Linked DNA regions of Sus scrofa: all the other regions are linked to region 3. Evidence: chromatin contacts called from public HiChIP or PLAC-seq data. All regions are on one chromosome and are shown on one strand. Each heading gives the region's core, a stretch centred on a gene start, on an enhancer-like site or on the middle of the called end of the contact. The rest is flanking DNA. Distances are from core to core; before and after follow the strand shown.

Evidence for each region. HiChIP or PLAC-seq counts read pairs in DNA pulled down with a chosen protein or histone mark.
Region 1: a contact with region 3 is called in an H3K27ac HiChIP or PLAC-seq map of alveolar macrophages. The contact joins the promoter of NOLC1 here to the promoter of NFKB2 in region 3. A contact is called at or near these places in 1 of 5 promoter capture datasets (fetal liver), 1 of 47 Hi-C or Micro-C datasets (fetal liver) and 2 of 2 datasets of contacts at active chromatin or transcription factors (alveolar macrophages and skeletal muscle).
Region 2: a contact with region 3 is called in an H3K27ac HiChIP or PLAC-seq map of skeletal muscle, with 8 times the contacts expected there. The contact joins the promoter of ELOVL3 here to the promoter of NFKB2 in region 3. A contact is called at or near these places in 13 of 47 Hi-C or Micro-C datasets (embryonic fibroblasts, fetal heart ventricle, fetal liver and 7 more) and 2 of 2 datasets of contacts at active chromatin or transcription factors (alveolar macrophages and skeletal muscle).

Annotation. Positions count from the first base shown.
Region 1 is chr14:113,152,919-113,156,850 of Sscrofa11.1, forward strand. It overlaps NOLC1 (nucleolar and coiled-body phosphoprotein 1), which reads left to right and starts at 1,701. Exons shown (of 13, transcript XM_005671408.3): 1 at 1,701-2,030. The coding sequence starts at 1,911.
Region 2 is chr14:113,224,220-113,228,493 of Sscrofa11.1, forward strand. It overlaps ELOVL3 (ELOVL fatty acid elongase 3), which reads left to right and starts at 2,639. Exons shown (of 4, transcript NM_001167634.1): 1 at 2,639-2,739; 2 at 3,683-3,814. The coding sequence starts at 2,639.
Region 3 is chr14:113,404,113-113,407,916 of Sscrofa11.1, forward strand. NFKB2 (nuclear factor NF-kappa-B p100 subunit) reads left to right here and starts at 2,300. Exons shown (of 23, transcript XM_021072746.1): 1 at 2,300-2,421; 2 at 3,680-3,777. The coding sequence starts at 3,757. LOC106506113 (a long non-coding RNA gene) reads right to left here and starts at 3,319. Exons shown (of 3, transcript XR_001301171.2): 1 at 2,797-3,319.

The DNA.
Region 1 (3,932 bases), core at 451-2,950, 250 kb before region 3:
CTCTAGTTCCTAGGATCCCTCTTTGGTCAGATGCAAAAATCCTATTAGACTTCAAACTGCTCAAGGGTGTTGTTGGTAAAATCAGTCATCTAGGGCAGTGCTTCTCAAACTAAAAGGGCATTTGAATCATCTGGAGAGCTTTTTAAAAGGCAGGTTCTGGGAGTTTACTGGTGGTTCAGTGGGTTAAGGATCTGGCATTGTCACTGCAGTGGCTCAGGTTGCTGCTGTTGCATGGGTTCAATCCCTGACCCAGGAACTTCCAGGGGCTGCTGGTGTGGCCCCCAAAACAACAACAAAAAAAATGCAGATTCTGACTTATGGGGTAGGGGGTCTGATCTCTGCATTTCCATCAAGAGTATGCTGGTGCTACTGGTCCAGGAAGTAATTTTAATATCAAAGTACCCCCACACATATTCCAAATAAAGGTTTTCTAAACCGAAGCTTGTGTGTACACAGACCTTATTAGCTTGAGCCACACACAATGCTTGGTGTTCAGCAAGTGCTCAGGTGTTTAAAGAATGCATGCGGGAAGATAGATCTTTGGGGAAGAGGAATTATACCAAGGACAGGGGAGTGCCTGTTTTGATGAAGGCAAAGGAAAGGTGTGTCCCTTTAGAAAGTGGAGCCTTACTTTCCTGAAGGGCGTGAATGGGAAGTAATCGAGAGGTAGTGGATAGGACTGAAAGGATTGCTGTCTAATGTGAACTGAAACGTGATAGAATTTATTTGGCAGGCCTGGGCACTGATTGATATTTGAGTACTCATGACAGGGATTGCGTTTTTTTGTTTTTATTTTAATGGCCACACCCATGGAATATGGAAGTTCTCTGGTCAGAGATTGAATCCAAGCTGCAGCTGTAACCTATGCTACAGCTGTGGCAACACCAGATCCTAACTCAGATCCTTAAACCCCCTGTGCCACAGCAGGAACTCCTTGTTTTGTTTTTGGTTTTGCCTGTGCCCAAGGCATGCAGGACTTATCAGGCTAGGGCTTCAACTCTTGCCACAGCAGTCACAGAGCCACACTAGTGACAAGGAATCCTTAACCTGCTGAGCCTTGAGGGAACTCCAGTTGAAGGGTTTTCTAGTTTTCCCCCAGGGAGAGTACCGGGTGTGAAAGTGGAAGGGTCATTTTCAGGGTTCTAGATTTGAAGAGATTGCTGCTGTCACTCAGATTTGGTGCAAAACCGCTTTTCCCTTCATGGAACTGACTTAAGGCTGTATAAGTAAAAGAAGAAAGGCTGTCTCAAGGGCAAGTCGTAATTTTGGAAGGGGCAGTTTTGAAGATCAGCACCTCATCACTACAACGGATAATCTGAAGAATCCTGTAATGGAGATGGGAGTGCAGAGGTTGGTGTGATACCCTGAGAAAGGGCCTCCCAGGGTGTCGGAGACAGTGAAGATGAAGGGTGGGAATCCACTGGCAGCACCGATAGAAGCAGTATGGGAAGTCATGTGACCAAGCTAAAGGGAGTTCAAAGTCAGCTCGGTCTCCCCAGCCCACTCCTTACCCTGGCATCCACAAGTCAGGGGCGCAGGTAACCACCACCCCAGGAAATGTGGCTGCGGCTGAAAGGCTTAGAAAGGCTGGGCGCGAGAACTCCGGAGTTTTCCCGCCACATCTCTAGGGCGTGACCCCTTGACGTCAGGGCTCCGCCTCCACAAAGTAGCCGAAGGGCGGGCTCCGCCCTAACCAAGATGGCGACACTCGTGGGACCGGAAAGAGTTCATAGATTTCGCCTTTACCCAGCCTCCAAGGCGGGAGCGGGAAGGCCCTGCGGCGTGTGCCCGCCCCTTCCGCTGTGTCCCGCGCAGCGCGGAGGCATCACACTGGCCCGTCTCAGCCCCTCCTGTTCCGGGTTCCTGAGTCGTGTGCGTCCGCGACGGTAGTGACGCGTATTGTCCGGAGGATGGCGGACGCCGGCTTGCGCCGCGTGGTTCCTAGCGACCTGTATCCTCTCGTGCTCGGCTTTCTGCGTGATAACCAGCTCTCGGACGTGGCCAATAAGTTCGCCAAGGCAACAGGCGTTGTGAGTTCCGGGTTTGGGACATAAGGGGGGATGACCACAGGGCTCTGGGCCCTGACATGCTTAGGTTTGCAGGTAAGGAGGTCTGTGGGGTCCTCCAGCCCAGTGTTTTGGGCCTTTGTGCCGAGCTCTCGGCAGTGTCCAGAGAAACCCTGGAATGCCGGCATCTCTTCCACGAAGTCTTACTACTCAGCGACAAGCCTTGTTGCTTTTTTTGGTGAGAGGTGAGGCGGCGGCGGCGGCAGCAGCAGCGTGGGACCCGCGTGGCCTAGGTCACGTGGCTGACAATGTTGCGAGAAGGGAGCGCTGTGTCCCACCAGAGGCATTGGAGGCTCCTGGTTCCTTCTTTGTGCTTTATCTTAGCTGATGCCAAGCGTGACTTGGACCTTAACTCTCAAATTTGAAACACAAATGAAATTGCTTTAGAAATAATGAAGGCTGGGATTTTCCTTAGTAAGAAAGGGAACGAGAGTAGAGGCAGGCAGGGTTCTGCTTCTAGTTATACTGAGGTAGGCTTGAGCATCATAGCTCTTCGAGGCATAGCTGTGAGCTTGACTCTTAACTTCTGGCATCAGACAAGTCTAAGTTTGGGAACAGCCTCTGCTTAAAAAAATGTATGATCCCGGGCAGCTTGCCTAGCCTCTCTGAATCTGACTTCTGTGGCGATGTCATCATGCACTTAATAGGATTTTTGGAGTTCTCTTGGTGCGGCATGTTAAGGATCCGACACTGTCTCTGCAGCTACTTGGGTTCCTGCTGTGGTGAGGGTTTGATCCCTGGCCAGGGAACTTCTACATGCAGTGGCCGCAACCAAAAAAAAAGTTTTCGTTGCTTTGTAGGAGTTTTGTGATTTTCAGTAGCAAGATATATACTAAGTGGCAATACCAGTGCTTTGTGCTCAGGAAGCATCAGTGAATGAATGCTCTTATCTTAGTTACGGTAACTTAGGATGTTCCAAGTACAGGTAAAGGGTGATGACCAGGAATGTGAAAGGTTTGTAATCTACATCTCAAGGAAAGCTGGCATGACTACATGCAAAAACACCTTGAGAGAGGGTAGAGTGGAATGGTAATCTTGGTGGTCTTGGTCTTTGACTAGGAGGATGGACTTGTTCTTTGTGGTAGATCGAGCCTTTCCGCAGTAGGCTGGATGAAATTGGGCCTTTCAGAATCAAAAATCTTTTTTTATTTTACTTTTTTTACTTTTTTTGCTTTTTAGGGCCACGCCCATGGCATATGGAGGTTCCCAGGCTAGGGATTGAATCAGCTCCAGCTGCCAGCCTGCACCACAGGCACAGCAACTCAGGATCCGAACCGTGTCTTTGACCTACGCCACAGCAAGGCCGGATCCCCCACCCACTGAGCGAGGCCAGGGATCAAACCTGCATCCTCACGTGGGATTTCTTTCTGCTGTGGGATTTCTTTCTGCTGTGCCAGGACAGGAACTCCCTCAAAAATCTTTTTTATGTGGCAAAAGCTGATCTGTGGAGGGTAGGGTCAGATGCTAAGCTCTCTTTTTTTCTTTTTTGGCTGCCCCTCAGGCATATGGAGTTCCCTGGGCCAGGGATCAGATCCCAGCCATAGCTGGGGTAACACTGGATCCTTGACCCGCTGTGGCAGGCTGAGGTCAAACCTGTGTCCCAGCACTCCTAAGAGGCTGCGCAATGGTGCCACAGTGGGAATTCCAAGCTAGGCCCTTTTTAAGTATTATCTCTTAACTTTTCAACAACTTAATAAGATGTGTAGTATTATCTATCTTATAGGGAAGAAAAAAGTCTCAGAAAGATTAAAAGATTTGCTCAGGGTCACACAGTAATAACTGACAGAGGTGAGTTTCACATTTACTCATCCAACTCTGAGCCTATGGTCTTGTATGTACTGTAATGACTTGCCCTTTTGGAGGACA
Region 2 (4,274 bases), core at 1,389-3,888, 180 kb before region 3:
CACCCTGACGTTTCCGTATGTCTAGTCCACAGTATCCTTTCACTGACATTATCTGACTTGTATACTGACCCCAGCCTTGTGAGGTAGGCAGGCAAGTGTATTGTACTGATGAAGAATGTGGTCTCAGAGATGTTAGGTAACTTGCCCAAAGTTACATTAGACTAGTTAATGATGGAGCTGGAGTTTGAATCTAGGTCTTATAACACCGAGATGGTATTATTCTTTTTTGTGGTCTTTTCTTTCTTCCTTTCTTTTTCTTTCTTTCTTTCTTTCTTTCTTTCTTTCTTTCTTTCTTTCTTTCTTTCTTTCTTTTTTTTTTCTTTTTTAGGGCTGCAACTGCAGCATATGGAAGTTCTCAGGCTAGGGGTTGAATTGGAGCTGCAGCTGCTGGCCTACACCACAGCTCATGGCAACGCCAGATCCTTAACCCACTGAGCAAGGCCAGGGATCGAACCCACATCCTCATGGATCCTAGTCAGGATCGTTAATCACTGAGCCATGAAGGGAACTCTGAGATGATATTATTCTTGTGATACTCAGTCTTTCATTTGTTTTCTGATTCTCCAAACATTTACTTTCAGCTTCTGAGGGTCAGGCTACAGGTAAAGCAATTGAGAGCCACTGAAGGGTTGTAAGCAGGAAAGCAGCATGATCCAATTTAGGTTTTAGGACCCTCTTCTGTATGAGAGGAAAGAAAGTGGTGGGTTTCGAAATATGATCTGGGGCCACGTTCTCCGTCAGAATCTCTGGAACTGGAGCTCAGAAATGTTACAATCAGCCAGGATTAGATTTTCTTTTCTAATTCTAATGCAATAGAAAACTCTGTATTACAGAAGGAGATGGTGCAAAGAGTTAACAGGACTAAGGTAGTAGCTGTAGTAACCAGGTAAGAGGTGATGAGGTGCAGAGACAAAGGGATGCACTCGAGAGTCATTTAGAGAGCACAGGCAGCACTTCCCACTCCACTCTTCCCTGGACAGTGGCTGGAGGTTCAAGGAAGTGGAGCTGGAATTCCTACCTCAGTCTGCTGGCTCCAGAGCCTGTGGACTTTACTGCATATAGCCATTTATAGTCACATCTTGATTTTATTTTATTTTAGTTTTTTTCTTTTTCCTTCCTTCCTTCCTTTCTTCCTCTCTCTCTCTCTTTTTTTTAATCTTTTCAGGGCCAAACCTGAGGCATATGGAAGTTTCCAGGCCAGGGGTCAAATCAGAGCTGTAGCTACCAGTCTACACCACAGCCACAGCAATGCAGGATCCAAGCAGCATCTGCTGCCTATGCCACAGCTTGCAGCAATGTTGGATCCTTAACCCACTGAGCGAGGCCAGGGATTGAACCCACATCCTCTTGGATATTATGTCTGGTTCTTAACCTGTTTAGCCACAACAGGAACTCCCACATCTTGAATCTAAATATTTTATATTTATTTTCCTTAGATTTGTTTTGCAAATCTCCATCTTCTCTCAGACTGCCTTCAAACCTTCTCTTTCTCCCTCATTTTCATAAAGCCTAGGAGAGAAATAAGGGACAGGCAAGGAAGGACTTAAAAGTTGTAAAATAATTTATTTTGGGGGGACTGGGGTACACAGGCATGAAAAAAGTAAATTTGCTTAGCTAAGCACAGACTAGGAGAGAACTGCAGGCCACTGGGAGATGCATTGCACCACCTCTTCTATAAACCCCAGGAGATCTCCAGGGAACCTGAAGACAATCATCCTAAATGCCCAGAGGGTGACCTCATTTCCTCCCCAGGGTTAGTACTGAGTGTCAGGCTGGAACCGTTCAGGAATTCAGGAAACTGTAAAGAAACCACAACAGCCTCAACAACTATCTCTCCAAACATCAACATCAACTACCTCGACAATAAAACTCATTCCAATTCATCTCCCTCCCGCCCACAACCACAGACTTGAAGCAGGCAGATGGGAACTCGAAGGAGGCAGATGAGGCGTCCTTTGCTGCCCCTTCCCCAGCCTGACCCATCCTTATCCTGGTTTTATCCAGGGTCTCAAGTCTCGGGTCTTGGAGAGATGGGAAACTGACACCTCTATCTCTGGATGGGGACACCAGAGGCTGAGGACACCTCCGTTCTCTCCTCACTGCCAGGTGGGCCAGGAATAAAGCAAACTGCGGCAAAGGTCAGCTATGACAGCGTCAGGAGAAGCCTGACCTGCCCGGGTAATTGGCAAGGCCACAAGGGCTCAGCCAAGCAGGTGGAGGTGGAGGTGTTGGGCTCCAGAGGGGGAAGTGGGCTTGGCCAACAAGGGCTGTTCTAGTGCGAGGGGCGGGGGGAGGCGCCCTTGAGAATGACCAATCAGAGAGCGGGCTTCGGCCCGGGGGCGAGACAGGGGCGTGTTTGGTCGAGATTGGAGAACTGCCCGGCGCTGGGAGGGGGCTGCGCCCTGCTGAGGCGCGCAGCCTTGCAATTCCACGTTACGTATCGCAGTGGCGGCGGCGGCGGCGCCAGTCCGGCCAGCTGGACTGCAGCGCACGTCCCGGTGTCTGACTCTCTTCGGCTTGCCGCGGAGTTCCTCGGATTCTGGGTTTGGTCAGTCCTGCCCCAAGGTTCGCTCCATTCTCCGTCCCTTAACTCTCGTCTAGCTCCCCAAGCTCCCGATCTCAGCATCTGCAAAACGAAATGGTCACAGCCATGAATGTCTCAAACGAAATAGAGCAGATATTCCAGCCCTACAACTTCGAGCTGTTCCAGGACATGAGGCCCTTTTTGGAGGAGTACTGGTGAGACCTAAGGAAGGGGAAGGGCCAAGTCAGGGGCCCGACCCTGATGACTGCTCTTTGGGGGAGGGAGGTTGGAGGGGGGCGGTGCGAGACACAGAACGTCCGTGGTGATTTTGCCAAAGAGCAAAGGTATTGGACTCCCCAGTATTGACTTCATGTCTCCGTTGTTCAAGGTGCAGATAGTGAGTGTGGCAGCTCAGAGAGGTAAGATCTAGAAGAAAGAAAGGCAGGATAGGAGGATGGGGTGAGCAGTGTGGGAGAAGACGGGAAGCCAAGGGGAAAGAGTGTAGTGAGAACTGGTCTCTGAGGAATGGAGTTGATCTGAACTCCTACTCCCAGCCCCCTTATGAAGGACTCTCCTCCATCCTTTGTGGCTCTGTGTGCGAGGCCGCGTGCATAGTGCTGGTGCCCAGGGACAGCCTGCCCTTCACAGGACTCACGTTATTCCTCAAATGCTCCAGCCTTCCTGCTTTGGAGAAGGAGGCAAAGTCAGGGTGCTCTTCCAAGATTGACTTGGGCTCTGACCTAGGGCTCCTCGAGGTGTGTGGGCTGACTTTGTGCTCCAGTCAATTTGCTGTGACTCAAGCAGGCTACATGCTTCTTATATCAGAGCCTTGAGTTGCTTCTAGGCATGGGCCAGCAGCGGCCACCCACTTCCAACCTCACTGAGAGAGCAGTGATCACAGAAACTTTGGACAGAGCCCCTGCCCTGTGTTGGGTACTTTATTTACATACATTAACACCACCAGGAAAGGAGTGTTATTTCCCCCTTACAAATAAGGAAACCGATGCTCGGAAAACTAAGTCGTTTTTCCAATGTCACACAGCTAGTAAGTGGCAGAGCTGGGATTCCAACCCAGAGCACTCATCTGGAGAGATGAATAGGCATTCCATTAACCAGCACCCACCCATAAGCCCATCCCCTCTGCCTTCTGACTGCCAGGGCAACCTCATTCCCCATAGTTCTGGTCTACCTGCTGCTCATCTTTGTGGGGCAGAAGTACATGAAGTCACGGAAGGGCTTCAACCTGCAAGGGCCTCTCATCCTTTGGTCCTTCTGCCTTACGGTCTTCAGGTAAGACCCTTCCCCCCCCCACTCTTGTAGACCCTCCTTCTATCCCTAAAAGCTTTCTAGAAACCTCAATTGCATCAGCTCCCCAAGTTGCTCCCCTAACTCTCTCCCCACCCCATTCTCTCAGCTCTGTCTCCTCTTCCTAGGATCCATCCTTTTCATATTGCCCTGATTTCTTTCTTCTTCAGCCCGCAAACCAGCAGTCTCTACTCTCTCTCATGGGTCCTCTTGTGCACCTGGAGTCTGATACTTCCAACAATTTCCCCAGTCTCTAATACTCTCTGCATCTAACACCCTCTCCCAAGACCTTCCAGTAACTTCCCCAGCCCCTCCTTCCATATTTCTTCCCCCAAACTTCTGGATCTCTCCCATCCTGCCACCTACCTCCCAGACCCATCCTATGAGCCCTATTCCTTAACTCAACTTTTAACCTCCAGCATTCCCTGGCCCTTCCCCAGCTCCC
Region 3 (3,804 bases), core at 1,050-3,549:
AAGTGGTGCTGGGAAAGTTGTACAGCTGCATGTAAATCAATGAAACTAGAACACACCCTCATACCATGCACAAAAATAAACTCAAAATGGCTTAAAGAAATTCCCTTGTGTCTCAGGTCACTGCTGTGGTGTGGATTCAATCCTTCGCCCAGGAACTTTCAGATACCACAGGTACAACCAAAAAAAAAAAAAAAAGAAGACATAAATATAAGGAGTTCCCATCGTGGCTCAGAGGAAATGAATCTGTCTAGCATCCATGAGGACACAGGTTCAATCCCTGGCCTTGCTCAGTGGGTTAAGGATCTGGCATTTCTGTGAGCTGTGGTGTAGGTCGAAGATGTGGCTTAGATCCAGCATTGCTGTGGCTGTGGCATAGGCCAGCGGCTACAGCTCCGATTTCACCCCTAGCCTGGGAACCTCCATATGCCATAGGTGTGGCCCTAGAAAAGAAAAAACAAAAGACTTAAACATAAGACATGTCACCACAAAACACCTAGAAGAGACCACAGGTACAACATTCTCTGACATAAACCATACCAATGTTTTCTTAGGTCAGTATCCCCAGGCAGTAGAAATAAAAGCAGAAATAAAGAAATAGGACCTTACCAAACTTACAAACTTTTGCACAGCAAAGGAAACCATAAACAAAATGAAAAAACAACCCATAGAATGGGAGAAAATATTTGCAAATGATGTGATTGACAATGGCTTAATTTTCAAAATATACAAACAGCTCATACAATTCAATAACAAAAAACAAAACAAAACAAACTCAATCGAAAAATGGGCAGAAGACCTAAACAGACATTTCTCCAAAGAAGCCATATGGATGTCTTTCAATAGGCATGTGAAAAGATGCTCAACATTGCTAATTATTAGAGAAATGTAAATCAAAACTACAATGAGGTACCACCTCACACCGGTCAGAATGGCCATCATTAATAAGTCTACAAATAGTAAATGCTGGAGGTGATGTGGAGAAAAGGGAACCCTCCTACACCTTTGGTAGGAATATAAATTGTTACAACCACTATGGAAAACAGTATGGAGGTTCCTCAGAAAACTAAATACAGAACTCCCATATGATCCAGCAATCCCACTCCTGGACATATATCCAGACAAAGTTTTCATTCAAAAAGATACATGCATATAAAAAAATAAAAGATACATGCACCCCTAGGTTCATTGCAGTACTATTCACAATAGCCAAGACGTGGAAACAACCAAAGTGTCCATCGACATGGATGGATTAAGATGTGGTGCATATATACAATGAAATACTACTCAGCCATAAAAGAGAACGAAATAATACCATTTGCAGCAACATGGATGCAACTAGAAATTCTTATACTAAGTGAAGTAAGTCAGAAAGAGAAAGACAAATACCATATGACATCAATTACGTGGAATCTAAAATATGGCAAATATCTACAAAACAAAAACAGACTCACAGACATAGAGATCAGACCTGTGGTTATCAAGGGGGAGGGAGGAAGCAGTAAGATGGACGAGGAGGGAGTAGCAGACACTGCAAACAGTACAAAAGATAATTTTCTACTCTGGCGAAGTTTGAACTAATTTTGGATGGCTTTTCTATTCTGATATTCCAAATCTCTGTGAATGATGAACAAGGCCTGAGTCTCCCAGATAAACACCTCGTTTCTCTTACCCAACGCGGAGCTCCTGATCAGGTCTGAAAGTTTGCCCCCCACCCCGCAAAAAAAAAAAAAACAAAAAACAAAAAACTTTATAGAACAAGTTTTAGGTCCAGATTGCCTCTTCCAGGGAAGACTGAGATTACGGAGTCTCCTCGAGGCTCCAGAGCGGCCACCAGATGGCGCTCTGGCACCAACTGCAAATCAACTTCCTTCCTCTTCCCCTAACTCTTCCCGGCAGCGGGGCCCCCGCTCGAAGCGAGGGACCAGAGGGCTGGGTCCCTCCAGCTTCCCCTTGGGATTCCCCGGCTTCTGAGGTGGCCAAGCATTAGATGCAACATAAGCTGAGTAGCAGCAGGGGCTGCCAGCCGGCTGGGACAGGCCAGGGTAAGAGAGGAGACCGGAGCCGCGGTCCTCGGCTGGGGAATGGCGCTGGGTCAGCGGATCCCGCAGCAGGCTGGTCCCTAGGACAAAACTCACACCTGATTGAGGGCCATCCTCACTCTCGCTTCGCGCGCTGAGCAAATATTTCCCCTCTAAGGGGCGCGCCTGAGTCACTTGCGATTGGTTACTCGAGTCCGGAGTTAAACTTTCAGCCAATGAAAAACGGCATGGGGAGTGACGCACGGAAACGTCACGGGAATTCCCCCCTCCTGGGGCGGAAAAGGGGCTTTCCCGGCTGGAGTCCTGGTAGCTGGAAAGGTGTCGCGACCCGTCCGGGGTGGGTCGGGCCGGGAGAGAATCCGGAACCTGAGCCGCCGCAGCGGTGAGTGGCCGGGTTCAGACCCCTGGGTGGCAGGACACGGGGAAGGGCGGGAGGAGGACCCTTAGCTGACCGAGCCCAAGGGCTGAAGAGAGGCGTCTGCACACTCACAGAGAGCACGCACACGATCAAGATACACGCATACACACTGATGTCCTTGTATAAAGACAGGCGGGCCGTTTGTTACACCTTCACATATGCCGGCGTGTGCACAGCACTATCCATGCAGACTCGCTCACACAAGGACCCGCAAAACACGCACACCGTGCACAGGTGCCTGGACCCATACCCTTCACGCACAAACTCGAAGATGTGTTCACCTGTGCTCTTACATACATGCTCAGATGTTTCCGCACTGAGAAGTTTAAGGACACTCACCTGTATACGCATGTTCAAGCCATGAACACACAACACGCAAGCACATGGGCCGAAACACACTTGTACACCTATGATGCAGATGCATACATGTATTACACACGGCTTTGGGACTGGGGCGTAGGGCGTAGGCAGCCAGAGTAGGTGCAGTGTGGGAATTAACGGCTGTTGAGATGTTTTCGGGAGGGGTAACAGGGGAGCCCATCCCAAGGAGACCCTTTCCTTCCCCCGCCCCAGGGCCCCAGAGACCAGTTATCCGGGCAGAGCCCCGGGGCCCCTCACTGGGAAGAGCCCCCACCTACAGGCCTTCGGGGAGTAGGCCTTCCTACTGCAGGAATGTCCCCCCAAAAGCCCCCAGGGTGATTCAGCCGTGGCCTCACTCGGGGTAGAAAATCCCAAGGTTGCTCCAGGACGGGGGAGGGAAGGAGGCGGACCTGACCCCGTACTAGGAGCCTCCCCCAGCTTTGAAAGACCCTCCCGTCCCCGGCGCCTGCCCTGGAGGGAGGAGGAAGGGGTGCCCAGCCCCGCGGGACCTTCCCAGCATCTGGTAGCCCCTCGACTTCGCGGAGACGCTGCGGGCGCTAGCAAGCCAACTGAGACCTTGAGCCCCTCCCGTCTCGGGGGCGTGGCCAGTGCGTCATTTCCAGGCCCGCCCCCTCCGGCCCCGCCTCCCCCTGGTATTTTCGGGACTTTCCTAAGCTGTTCTAACTTTCCTGCCCTTCCCCGGCCCAGCCCAGCTCCGGATCTTGCCCTCCACCGGATCTTGCCCGCCACACCCGGACGGGTGGCTGGAGATCAGACCCTCCCCTAAATCCAGGCCCCCCCTTTCCCCCCAACTCCCGTCCTGATCTTTCTCTCCCAACCCCTCCACTCCTCCCCACCTAAGGCGGGCGCCTGAAACTCCGGGGAAACAGCACCCGGCCGGCCGGAGCCACCGGACAGAGCTGGGCCTAGCCCAGAGACATGGACAGTTGCTACGACCCAGTGAGTCACTTTGCCTGGCCCCAAAGC